3 separate regions of the Mus musculus genome follow, and regions 1 and 3 are each linked to region 2. A link is a contact called in public Hi-C and HiChIP or PLAC-seq data. All regions are on one chromosome and are shown on one strand. The core of a region is the stretch at or near the end of the contact, and the rest is flanking DNA. Distances in the headings are between cores, read along the strand shown.

Region 1 (4,234 bases), core at 1,274-3,773, 76 kb before region 2:
CCACAGAAAGCAAATAGAATTGCAGGCAATGTGGCTTCAGTAATTAGTGATGAATAAAGAAACCAGGAATATACCTGGGAACAGGTACTTTTTGTTATTTTGGGGCAACTCTGTACTCTACAGTCCAGACTGGTTTCAAATTCATGGTAATCCTCCTGCCTTAGCCTTTTGGGCACCGGGGTTATTCTCAGCTTGGGGATCAATGCTTTTTAACAGCACATTTGAAAACATAACTTGCCAGGCAGTGGTGGCACATGCCTTTAGTCCCAGCCCTTGGGAGGCAGAGGCAGAGGCAGGCAGATTTCTGAGTTCAAGGCCAGCCTGGTATACAGAGTGAGTTCCAGGACAGCCAGAGCTACACAGAGAAACCCTGTCTCAAAAAAAAAAAAAAAAAAGAAAAAGAAGAAGAAAAAGAAAAAGAAAGAAAGAAAGAAAAAGAAAGGAAGGAAGAAAGGAAGGAAGGAAAGAGAGAAAGGAAAGAAAGAAAGAAAGAAAGAAAGAAAAAAAGAAAGAGAGAAAGAAAGGAAAGAGAGACAAAGAGAGACAAAGAGAGAAAGAAGAAAACATAACTTCTCCCAAGCTTTTCCCATCCTGGGGTGTCTCTGATGATGGAAGGATGAGCTCCTGAGACTGTCTTAGTTACTGCCTACTTCCCTAGCGGGACAAAATGAGACCTAGACTCTGTATGCTATCTTGATTCAGTTTAGGCCCTGTACTTCTTGCCTGAACTAGTATAGTGATTCCAAACTAGTCTCGTGTGTTCATTGACTCATCTAAAAACTACCAACTAATCCAAGATTGTTCATTATCCTTGGTTATCCACCACTCCTATACTTTAAAGGGGGCAGGGCTTTCTCATTTAAAAGTCCTCCACATACAGATTCCGAATGGCTTGAAAAGCATATTTCCCCACTGCATCCATGATTATTTATCCAAAACAAACTCAGAACCGTCATTACCACAGTTAGCACAAGGGACGCCTCCCTCTCCAACAAGTCCCGGCTGCCCAACTCCTCACATTTGCTTATTAGAAACGACAAAGTCAAACCTTTAGGGAAGTTGTTTAATGGAACACTCAAGTCTAAAATGGAACTCAGGAGGTTTTCTTGTTTCTGTATGTATGTGTGTGTGTGTGTGTGTGTGTGTGTGTGTATGTGTGTGTGTGTTCTTTCATACTTTGTTATTGACTAATAGAACATATCAAGCTTTACCTCGGTGTCCCTAACCTTTGTCATCAACATTATTATTATGACTTATAGAGCATTCTAGAAGTAATCAAGTGGTCTTGCCTCTGAGTCTTGTGTGTGTGTGCGTGCGTGCGTGCACGCACACGCAAAGGCCAGAGGTCAGCATGGAGTATTCTGACCCACCTTCTTCAGTCACTCTGCATGTTATTATTTTGAGGCGTGGTTTCTCACTGAACTTTGAACTCACCAATCTGTTATGCTGGTGGCCCAGCCAGAGTCCCTCCTTGCATCCCCAGCACTGGGCTACATGCACATACTATCATGCTCATTTTGAACCATGGGCGCTGGGATCTAAGCTCATGCTTTATAAGTAAAGGTTCTCATGTTTCACTAACTGAGCTAATCCATGAGTCTTTGGGTTTTTTCAGTCTTCCTGTTTAAAAAAAAAAAAAAAAAAAAAAAAAAAACTACGTGTATCGATGCGTCTGTGTGAATGTATGCCATGTGTATATAAATGAAGGCAGAGGTCAGGAGACGGTCAGTGCCTGGAGCTGGACTTACAGAAGTTATGAGCCACCTGCCAAGGTTGCTGAGAACTGAGCTTGCTTAGATCCTCTGAAAGAAGAGCAGTGTACGCTCTTAGCTAATGAGCCATCCTTTTAGCCCCCAATCATTTGAATGCTATTCACTGATCTTCTGGAAAGGGCACGTTAAGGTAGCACCTTGGTGAGGCCACTCCTTTGCATATTTAAAGATTCCCCTCAATTTCCACCATTCTCTCCTTTTCCTTCTTCTTCCACAAGCCCCTCTTCCCATGCAGACAGATGTCTCCATGGTTCAAAGTGTATGACATACCTATTGCTCTCTGCTGTTCCTCTTGCCCAAAGCCTCCTCCAACTTCGGTGGCAGACCGGGTTTCTAGTGAGAACTCTCTTAACTACTGGTCATATTAGCAAACGAATTCTACTTTTTGAGCCTTGAATTTGCAATCTGAACGATGGGTGTAATGCCTATCTTGTGTGTTGTGTTTGTTTTGTTTTTGCTTTGCTTTACTTTACTTTGCTGTGCTTCATTTGGGCTTTGCTGTTGTTGACCTGGGTGCTCAACTATGTAGCTCAGGCTATCCCTGGATACACTACATAGCCTAAGCTCACTGCAAACCCAGATCCTCCCACTTCACCCTTCTGAGTGCTAGGATTGCAGGCATGTGTTGACACGCCTGGCTTTTACGTGACTCTCATGAGAATGAAGTAAAAGCCTGGATACCCAGGGCCTGGCACCTAGGACAAGTTCCATGAATGTGAGCTGTTGTTTGCTGTTACAAAATTTCAGTCCCAAGTCCTCTGTGAAACCATAACTATTCACTCCCATCTACACACCCATCTGTTTCCCTCTTCAATAGCCTCTACGGTCAGGAGTTTATAGTATTTAAATATTATTGTTTCTTGTATGTCACTCTCCCCAAATAGACTCCAAAGTGAACTAGGACATAGGTCATGTCTTATGCCAACACAAGTGCCCACAGGAGCCAGGAAAGGAACAGAAAATAGTCTTGGTGTAAGAAAAATGGGGAGGGGTGAGGACTCGGGCCAACCCCCAGGCACTGCTCACCCTGGCCAATTGCTGTCATGAGGGAATACGGGTCCAGGGTTGCCAGACCTCGACTTTTTCATAAGAAGCCAGGAATCCAGCTTCTTCTGTGTGAAGTCCAGGGGTTTAAAAGCTGAGCCAGTGCTGCTCAGGCTAAACAAAGCATGCCTGTGGGACCCCCGTTGGTGACAGCTGCCTCACTTACATGGTCCCTGTAAAGTTTGAGCCTCAGCTGGGCCGCTGATGTCACCTCTACAGAGGAACAATGCTGTGAGTGGCAGTGAGGGATCTTGGCTAAATTTGAAGACGGGTTTTCATTCATCCCAGATCCAAAGTGCAGGGCAGGCCCAAGAAACCTATACGTCCATGGAGCTAGTTTTCCTGAGCGGAACACAGGGTTCCACTTGGTGACACGGAGAACATGCACTACTGGTATGGAAGAGCTTCATTTGGGTCACAATCGTCCCTTTATTTATTTATTTATTTATTTATTTATTTTTAATGTGGAACACTACATGAATTTGCATATCATCCTTATACAGGGGCCATACTAATCTGTTTTCTTGTGTTCAGAACACTGGGTAGCCCTCAGTGTTGAATTAAAGATCTCATCTTTATCCCTCTGTTTACCATGAATCTGTTCATGATATCCATCAAGGACCATTTTGCTCGCAATGACATGACCTCAGTGCCCAGCAAGCGATAAAGTCAGTGTTTATCTATCGGATGAGTAAACGATTGAAATGATCCATCCATCAAATATCAGGCTCCTATCATGTGCCAAGGACTATGTGGGACTTTAGGGATTCTGAGGTGACTGGGTGCTCCCCCTAGCCTCAGGGTATTGGGTCACCTAGAAAGGATTGCGTAAGGTATTTACTGGAGCATGAGAGCCAGCAGGATCCGCTCCCTATGCCCAGTCCCAGGAAAGGGCAGGGGACAGAATGCCTGGGACCCCCTTAGTACTTGGCTTTGCCATTTGCCCGAGTCCGGGGGTCATATTCATTTAGGAGACTTGGGTATGAAATGACTGAGCTGATTTTCCTTCAAAGTCATGTTGGAATGAGCTGACCAAGTGCCACCCCCTGCAAGTGGTCACCTTGGGAGGCCTCGTCCTCACTCTACAGGAGTTACAACAGTACTGGACCACTTCCCTGGCAAGGGTCCTCAGAGTGAGTTTAAAGCTACATGAGGACATTTACTCCGTTGCTTAAGATTCATGCCTTATTTTAGCTGAAACCGAAACAACAACAAAACCAAAAAAAAAAAAAAAAAAAACCTCAAAAAACAAAAACAAAAACAAAACAAAACAAAAAAAAACCCAAAAACATAAACCAAAAGGAAACAAAACAAAGGTTGGTAAAATGGGTATTCATCACTTTGTCCCCTAAATTTGATTCCAGTTTTTTTTCTTTCTTTTTGAGTTGTTTCTTAAAATCCAGTCATCAAAGGAGAAA
Region 2 (4,167 bases), core at 54-2,553:
CCTTGGTTAGCATTCATGATGTCTTGGTTCAGTTCCTAGCATAAACTTTGAATGTTGGCACACCTCTGTAATCACAGAACTCAAGAGGTGGGAGGCAGGATCATAAGTTCACGGTCATCCTGTGCAACCTAGTAAGCTTGAGGCTAGCCTGGGCTACAGAAGACTTTGCTCAACAACACTGACAACAAACCTAGCACCTACACCAGGCAGCTCACAACCTGTAACTCCCACTCCAAGGGATACATTACCCTCTTCTGGTGGACACACGTGCCCACGTGCACACACACACTCACAATTACAAGTAAAGTTCAACAACAAACCCAAAGCAGATAGCAAGAAAAAAAAAATCAATGGATGTGAAATAAGCAAACTTTGGCTAACAAAGTTTCCTATCCCTACCCCCAACCTTAAGTGAAATTGCATGTGACCTAGTTACTTTGTTGGATCTCAGACATATTCTGAGTATCACTGACCCAATGATGTATTATTAGGTTTGACCTCAGAGTCAAGGCCAGCCAGATGAGCCTTTTCATCGAGCTACCGTCTCCTATTGGATGGACACTTCCTAGCATAAAGTATTAGTCCCTGGCATATAACCCTGTGGCATCCTCTGACAGCTGGGAAAGACAGCTGCACAGTTATAACTCTCAAGGACGACAGTTTCTCTACTTAATCATGTCCATGTCTCAGTCCATGTCCATGCAGACATATTTGTAAATATGTTCTCTTAAGACAGTGCTATCAGTTTTAAACAAGTGGAGGAGGTAAGGAAAAGATAGGAACAGGCACCGAAACCTGAGGCTGCTCAAAGCCAGACTAGAGTGGTTTACTAAAGCTGCCTTTGGGCAACACATGGTGAGAGACCAGTTACAGGACTCCACAACCACAGATTTTCACCAGGTAAAACCTGGCATTTGTCATCTGCCCACCCGGAACTTTGGGAACTTTGCCGGCCTGCCCCCTCCCTCCTGGTCAGGCAAAGTTCAGAAACTTAGGGGAAAGGAGCTTTTTTTCTCCCTCGTGGACCTAGTAGGTGGTGTCAAATGGATCAGTCTATTTAACATGACATTGGGCTGCAATTCTTTAATGTCATTTAAAACAAAATGTTAAGCTCAGACTCTGTCTGGGCGGGCCACCACAGGGCTCTAAAAGCCCCATTTATGATGTCATTGTAAGTGTTCCCGCTTTGGCACTGACAATAAAAAGTTAATTATTAAGCTAGTGTTTTCAGCTTCCCACCCAGGTTCCCTGCAACACAAACCCAGCACATCCAATCACTGGGAAGTTCGGATGCCTGATGAAACAGGGGGATTCCTCCCAAATGGCCCTGACTGTAGAACATCTGGCCTGCCCAGCTGCACTTTCTCTGCAGCAGCTGAGGCTGTCACAAAGATAACTGACCCCGAGACTCTCCCAGTAACAAAAGCTCAGCCACACTGAGGCGGACTAAGCCAAGCAGCTACCAATGGTGGGCACTGGTTGGTGACTCATTTACAGTGACTTCCTCCCCACTCCGTCATAGCTCCTTCCTCCTCTTTAAAGGAACAGAATTAGGAGAAATGAATCAGGACAGGAAAAAATAAGATCGTTTCAGGCATGCTTTGATTTCACTTGATCCATCACACAGACCTTTCCCTCCGTTTGCTATTCAATTGTTACTGTGCTAAGCGCAGATTCTGTGTTTCGCCTGCGCCCAGCCTTGGAGGTACAGAAGTGGAGACAAGACAAAACAGATACAGTCACTGCCGTTGGTGGTACTTAGCTTCAGTGGGTAAGAGTTAATGTAGAACTAAACGGCCAGGTAAATATGTAACTCCGGATGGCCATAAGAGGTGTGAGTGGAAAGAATAATGAGGTATGGAAAAAGTGTAACCCGGAGACTGCCCAGCTTGGTGGACAGTGATGTCTGTCACAGAAATGGCCAACCACAAGGAGCTGACTATGTAGGAGTTGGGGAGGGCCAACAAGGACATCGTGCGCACAGGCCCTAGGCAGAAAGAGCCTGGTGTATTAAGGACTGGCTGTGGTGTGTAAGGAACAGGCACCAAGAGAGAAAGCCATCATGCCCTTCTGGGAATGGGTTCATTTGTTGCCCTGGTCAGTTTGGTCTGTCTGATGCTGAGCATGGAGCTATTAGTATTATTAGTGCAGCAACATAAAACAGACCAGGCTTCCCATGCCAGTGGGCACGCTCCTTAAACACAGCTATCCCCAGCCTGAGGTGGCCATGGATGCGTACTGATAGAGGGAGAGGCAGATCTACACACACAATCTTTTTTTGTTGTTGTTTTTTTGTTTGTTTTTTTGTTTTTTGAGACAGGGTTTCTCTGTATTTCCCTGGCTGTCCTGGAACTCACTCTGTAGACCAGGCTGGCCTCGAACTCAGAAATCCGCCTGTCTCTGCCTCCTGAGTGCTGGGATTAAAGGCGTGCGTCACCACGTACACACACAATCTTTCTGTCTCAGTCTTGAAGGTTATAAGAAAGGTATTGTTAAGGATCTCAGAAAACAACACTATCCAAATAGAACTTTTTTTGATTATAGTAGTTAAAAACAAACATAAACAAAACAAACTCCAAAATTTGTCCGTCAGGGCTAGAGAGATGACTCAAGCGTTAAGAACACTGGATGCTCTTCCAGAGAATCTGGGTTTGGTTCCCAGCCCCACATGACATTCTCTAACTCCAGTCCCTATGCATAAAACTCGTGGCCAAACAAAATATCCACACGCGGTTTATACAAGCTTTAAACTAAAATCCAAGCTGTCCGACACAGTAAGCGCTAACCACCATTGCAGCCAGTTCAAATAAGGACCTGAACTTGTCACTGCATTTAATTTCCATAACTGAAGTCTGAACAGCTGCAGGTGGCTGGTGGCTGGGGCCAGGGGCAGCGAGTTCTAGATTCTCCCCCTGTTCACCAGAGTTTATTCCTGAGAAATCGAAAGCAAAGGCTTAGGTGAGATGTTCAGGTAGGGGAAAGGCTTATCCAAAATCCGAAGAAGGTATATAGCTGGACAGTTGGGGAAGTCGGGCCAGTTTACACAAGTAGCCAGCAGGATCTCACTACTTCTGGGGGGCGGGTGTTACTCTGGGGTAGGGTGCTTGCTTAGGATGTGGCTTCAATCCCCAGCACAACTTTATTTTAAGCAGGATATATGACAGGAAGCAATGCGTTACAGACCTTTGCTTCTTGGGGCTCAGTCCGTGGACCGACGCCATTGTCATTTTTGAGACTCTTACTACAGTAAATGTCCTGCTGCTGACCCGGGGCTCAGGGTCTGCATTTTACTATCTCCAGAGATCTCCAGTGGCAAGTATGGTTGGTTGCCTTGGAAAAGCTCTGGAGCGGGGGCAGTCTGCACTCAACATCCAGCTATGCACCTAACCTGAGCGAGTTCCTTCACTTTTTAGGACTCAGTCCCCTCATGACAAAGGATGCTGGCAAGTCTGGTTGTGGTGGTAACATGTCCCAGTACTTGGGATTGAATTTGAGGCTGAGGCTGAAGAAAGGAAGTCCCTGTGTTCAAGGCCAGTCCAGGATAGGAGACCCTGTCTCTCAGCAAAGGAAAACAACACAGAAAAGGGAGGCCCCCACAACCCTGCTGGGGAGATTTAACCGAGACAGTGTGGGGAAAGAGACATGGTTGCGTTCTGGTTTCTGTTGGAAGAACATTCACTAATTCAAGAAATTTTTGACTGTCTTTCTTTTCCAAGCGTACTCTGTCCTGTGCTTGCAAACCCCATAGAAAATGAAAACCACCTTGAGGAAGAATGTTCTTTTGGGGATGGGGAGAAAATGATCCCTTATTGCAGTTTCAACACTATAAAGCAGCCATCAAGTGCCCTTTAATAAAGGGGACTTTTAAAGACTCCTGACGGACCAGGAGCCCAGCCACTGCACCATCCTCAGACCTTGGAACGCACTGGGGTTGTGTGAATGGCGTGAAGCTGGAGAAACAGATGGAAATATGGGAATTAGCAAATGGGGAAGTCCCGTTGTTGTTTAACCTACACATCCAAGAGCATTTGGGCCCCTGTCAGCTTTCGCTTTATTAGTGTCCCTTAAAGCCATTGAGGCAGCGCTTCTCACTGGAGGTCCCCCACCCAGGAGCTGGGATCTGAGATGTTCTCTCTGCTCCCCAGGCAGAAACTGCTTCTCACCCAA
Region 3 (4,353 bases), core at 1,194-3,693, 110 kb after region 2:
CAGTCTTCACACTAGTTTGTAGAGTCCAGAAGCACTTTTGGGATAGTTGTCTGACTACAGTGATCTCAGATGCTGGAGCACTGTCACACAGGCTGTTTCTTGAGCACAAGGCATCACGCTGAGTATTCTTCCCCTTGTCAAAATGTTGTTGTGCGGCTTAGGTCTGCTGGTAATTGTCCTGTTATTATATACATTGTATGGTTTCAATTTTTCTTAAAGTGCATGAACCACAAATCAGACTTGAAGATTTTTTTCCCTTTGCCTAATCTGGGCTGTATTTGTATAGACTAGGATTTAGCTAGAAAGTAAGGCTTATGACTATAAGCACTCAGTGAAATACATGTAAAGTCTGGTCACAAAAAGACCATAATTGAAAAGAAACTTATTACTCCTCCTGCCTCCTCCATAGCACCTCTACACATGTAACAGCCTTTGTAACTTGCACTTTCAGAATGGAATTTTCTCAGTTCCAAGCTGACACTGAACTCAGAGTCCCCCTGCCACAGCTTCCCCAGCGCTGAGACTCTAGGTACATAGCACTACGACTGGCTTCAGAGGAAACAGCAGCATCCTCACTCGGGAAACAATGTACACAACATGGAACTAACGTTCTAGCCATTTAGCATGTGAGACCCAGTGGCCATCAGTCCATTCACTGCTGCACAGCCTCTTTTACACAGGTTTCACTGGATAGCCTAGACTGATCTTCAAACCCACAGGCTGGCCACAGCCTTGAGGGTGCTGGGATGCAGGTGTGTCTGACTGTGTCCAGTTTATCTCCAGACTGTTCGTCTTTCCCAATGCAACTGTTCACTTCCCTGCACCCTCTCCTAGCTTCTTCCTGTCTGTATGTGAAATCATATATAGTAGTCGTCCTTTTTACTGGATAGCACCTGATAGCTATGGCTAGATCTTCATATTGCACTTGTTATTTAGTTATGCCTTCTGCTTTAACTGGCACCACGCTGAAACTTTGGCTCTGTCCAAAATCCTTCCCCCTTTGTCTAGTACCAGTGACAGAACCATGGCTTCTTGCACGGCAAGCTAGTGCTCCACCACCAAGTCACAGGTCTGTCTCTCTGGTACGGTTTAAATCAGCACCATCTAACTGACCTTGTTGATTCTGCCTTGGGACTTTTCATTACATTCTCAGCTCAACAGTTACTGGGATCCGTGTAAAATCTGAGTCAGACAATATTAGTTGCTTAAAACTGTCTAGTGACTGAAAGCCAAGGTTCTCACTGTGGTTTGTATGCACTGTGTCTCTCCGCCCGTACCACCGGCCTCTTCACTACTTGTCAAACACGTGACTTCATGTTGAGTGTCTCTGTGTGGAGCACACCTCCTCCAGAGAGCTGCTGTGTTACCCTCCCATCCCTGACCCCACCCCCAGGTCTTGCTCAGGTCTGTTCTCTGTGCAGCCTGTGTAGTGCCGTCTAAAGCCTGGGCTTCTACATTTCCCTCCTAAGCATCCCTGTTCCTTAGGTCTGGGGTTTTGTCCCTTTGTTTGCAAGAAGGTAAGTTTCATGAGGAAATGGGATTTAAAAATCAAAAGTCTGTCTTTCTATAAATGTTTGTTGACTACATTAATATATTTTTAATTATTTTTTGTTTGAGTCTTTCGCCTGCATGTATGTCTATGCCCCATGTGCATGTCAGATGCCGGGGGGGTGGGGGTGGGGGTCGCAGAAGAGCCTGTCAGATCTCCTGGAACTAGAGTTACAGACAGTTGAGAGCCCCTATGTGGGAACTGGGAATCAAAGCCAGTTTCTCTGCAAAAGCAGCTAGTGTTCTTAACTGCTGACCCATCTCTCCAACCCCTGGGTTAATACATTTTTGGAGCTGTTGACTGAGTTAGTCAACAGCTCCAGTGGAGAAGCTCTGGTAGCCAGGGTGGGGCTTAGGAGATGAAGGCATTGTTTTTTGTGTTGCTTGGGAAGGTGCAGGAACCAGGTGTTGTGGGGAGGCCCCAGGAAAGACAGCGTGGTCTTTATCCCTGCAGAACCTCTTCCCTACACACCTGCTCCCTTCTTCCTTCCTGGTCTAGACATACAGAAATAAGTGCCTTTCCCTAAAAACTCTGTAGAGGGTGTGGATTTATCAGCATGGAAGCAGAATTTTGCCCACAGGTATGGTTTATTTGGTTTGTCCCATGTAGTATTTTTTTGTTTATATTTTTGTTCTCACTTTGAAAGGTGCTTGCTAATCCCTTGGCAGCATTTAGGATGCAGACGTTTCAGATGAGAATGTGGATCTCTAGCGTCTTTAGAAAACTGACAAGTTCTCCTCGTGAGCAGCCAAGTCCTCACACAGCAGCCAGCTTGTGGAATTGAGCAGAGGGCTCTGCCATAGCTGGCATGTATGCGCTGCTCTGGTGACCTGTCTTGCTCGCCTCCTTGCAGATCTGACAATTGCATACGAGTACATATGCGTTGCAGTTTCTCTTCTCTTTTCTCCCTGCCATCTCTGTCAGTAGCCCTTCTCTACAGATCCCTTTCCCACCCCCATACTGTCTATTGTTTTGTGATCTACTGTGTTTAACCAGGGCTTATCTGTGTGGCTGTGGATTAAAGTTTGGTGGATTCCCGGGGGAGGAGGCACAACTGAAATCACTGACTCCTTTCCCAGAACCTCTGAGCAGTCAGTAGTTTTAACAACAATGCACAATGCCAGCCCCCGTGAATCCCTCCCCTTTGACAGGCCCGTTCTTGTTCCTGACCAATGCAGGCAACTGCATAAGTTCATGGTTGCAGTTGCTGTGTAATGCCAAGAAAACGGAATTTTATGTCCATCCACTCTTGTGTTCTTCCCTGGATTCCTTGAGGCTTAGAGATAGTGATACAAGTGTCCTGTGGTTTTGAGCTGAGTTCAGCTGTTCCTTTTTCTCAGCGCCTCGAGCAGCCAAGAGTTTCTGCATTCTCCACCATTTATTGGAGAGAGAAGCTTCCCTGAAGCAGTTATCTTCCCTAAGGAATGCTATCTGTGGATATTAACGTAGATGTTTAGAAGGCTTTGAGGCCATAAAAATTAGCCCCTCAAGCTATCAAGCTTCAATCCTGACTATCAGTACTGGACTTGAAATATGGTGCAGAAGGAACCAGGAATCCCATTAGAGCTGGTGTCTGTGCCCTGTGGGTCTGGCTAGTGCTGCAGCAGTGTAGCCCACCCCCCCCCTATCTTTGCCAGAACTCTGAGTAAAACTTAAGCCCTGCCTTTAAAGGTTGAAGCTTTCATAGAGCCAAGTTTCTGTGTAGTTCTTTTTGTTAAGTGATGCTGATATTAACCAGAAACAGCAATAGTTAGAAGGATAAAATAATTGAAATGTATTTCATCTTTTATACACACACTCACACCATTTTAGTGTGTCATAATCCTCCTGTTGTCAGGCCATGACATGCCAGTTCATGTATCCACAGGAGTTCACCTAATTGGAAGATAAAATTAATCACAGGGCTGGAATGATGGAAAGGGGGAGGAAAGACGAGGTAAATAAATAAATAAATACATACCATTCTCCTAAGGCCCACCACAGTTAGTGTCCTTGGAGGAACTAAGACTCAGCATTCAAACATAGTAAAAATAACCTCAGAGTTTTATAGTAGTCGGATTTTGAAACATAAATGCTATCTTTGATTGTATGTATGTGTTCATTCCAAAATATCCAGCTTGGCATTATTGTTGTGTGATGACGTGTTTTCTCTTCTTCTGGGTGGACAACGTATGAAACTGACTAAAAGGGAGAGGTAGCTCCTGCCTGCCTTCTGTGCCGACATGTTGGCGTTTTTCTCTGAGAGAGTGGTGCAGTTTATTGTCCTGGCTTGGGCTTTATGTGGTTTTGCTTACGTCCCCCTGAGTATCATAATGGGGGAAAAATCTGTTTAAAGGGAGACATGAACCGGTGTTTGCGTCCTGTGTTTAAAGGGAGGTGGGTGTGTGTGTGCAGGGGTGTTATGGTGTTGTCTCCATGGATGGGGAGGGGCCTCCCTCTGGGTCATGCTTACTTGGAAGCTAACCTCAGAGCAAGCAGGAGGCTCTAGGAAACAGATGCTATCCCCACCAATGGACACCTTTAATCCCAGCACTTGATTGGCAGAGACGTGCAGAGCTCTGAGTTCAAGGCCAGACTGCTCTATACAACCAGTTCAGAACAGCCTGGACTGTTCACAGAGAAACCCTGTCTCAAAAGACAGACGGCAACAAAGATACTAAGGAAAGAACCATTGTGCCTAACCTAGGACCCTGTGCCTGACTGCGCTGTGGGCCTGAAGCAGCACAGGCCTTACCCCGTGTCTCCTGACATGTTTCTGAGGGACACAATTGTCTGTGCTAATGTCATTGTTTTCTGAAAAGTCT

Evidence for each region. Hi-C and Micro-C count contacts between places; a contact is called where the count stands out from the background. HiChIP or PLAC-seq counts read pairs in DNA pulled down with a chosen protein or histone mark.
Region 1: a Hi-C map of liver shows a contact between it and region 2, with 3 times the contacts expected there. The contact joins two enhancer-like sites. A contact is called at or near these places in 2 of 39 promoter capture datasets (embryonic stem cells and liver), 2 of 484 Hi-C or Micro-C datasets (the HL-1 cell line and liver) and 3 of 115 datasets of contacts at active chromatin or transcription factors (embryonic stem cells, liver and neural progenitor cells).
Region 3: a contact with region 2 is called in an H3K27ac HiChIP or PLAC-seq map of extraembryonic endoderm stem cells. The contact joins two enhancer-like sites. A contact is called at or near these places in 1 of 484 Hi-C or Micro-C datasets (the G1E-ER4 cell line), 1 of 115 datasets of contacts at active chromatin or transcription factors (extraembryonic endoderm stem cells) and 1 of 9 other capture datasets (pancreatic islet).

What each region holds. Positions count from the first base shown.
Region 1 is chr10:84,807,813-84,812,046 of GRCm38.p6, forward strand. The region is part of intron 3 of Rfx4 (regulatory factor X, 4 (influences HLA class II expression)); the gene reads left to right. All of the region lies in intron 2 of Gm40728 (a long non-coding RNA gene), which reads right to left. Among named protein-coding and RNA genes, the nearest start is that of Gm40728, 53 kb to the right of the region's middle. Within about 2 kb of position 2,524, at least 22 of the 459 cell types and tissues checked have an H3K27ac peak or open chromatin away from gene starts, as enhancers often do. A contact at or near this core is called in liver and neural progenitor cells, where this site is marked.
Region 2 is chr10:84,885,103-84,889,269 of GRCm38.p6, forward strand. All of the region lies in intron 15 of Rfx4 (regulatory factor X, 4 (influences HLA class II expression)), which reads left to right. Among named protein-coding and RNA genes, the nearest start is that of Gm40728, 24 kb to the left of the region's middle. Within about 2 kb of position 1,304, at least 72 of the 459 cell types and tissues checked have an H3K27ac peak or open chromatin away from gene starts, as enhancers often do. A contact at or near this core is called in extraembryonic endoderm stem cells, liver and neural progenitor cells, where this site is marked.
Region 3 is chr10:84,995,243-84,999,595 of GRCm38.p6, forward strand. All of the region lies in intron 8 of Ric8b (RIC8 guanine nucleotide exchange factor B), which reads left to right. The region is part of intron 1 of Gm34633 (a long non-coding RNA gene); the gene reads right to left. Among named protein-coding and RNA genes, the nearest start is that of Gm34633, 6.6 kb to the right of the region's middle. Within about 2 kb of position 2,444, at least 27 of the 459 cell types and tissues checked have an H3K27ac peak or open chromatin away from gene starts, as enhancers often do. A contact at or near this core is called in extraembryonic endoderm stem cells, where this site is marked.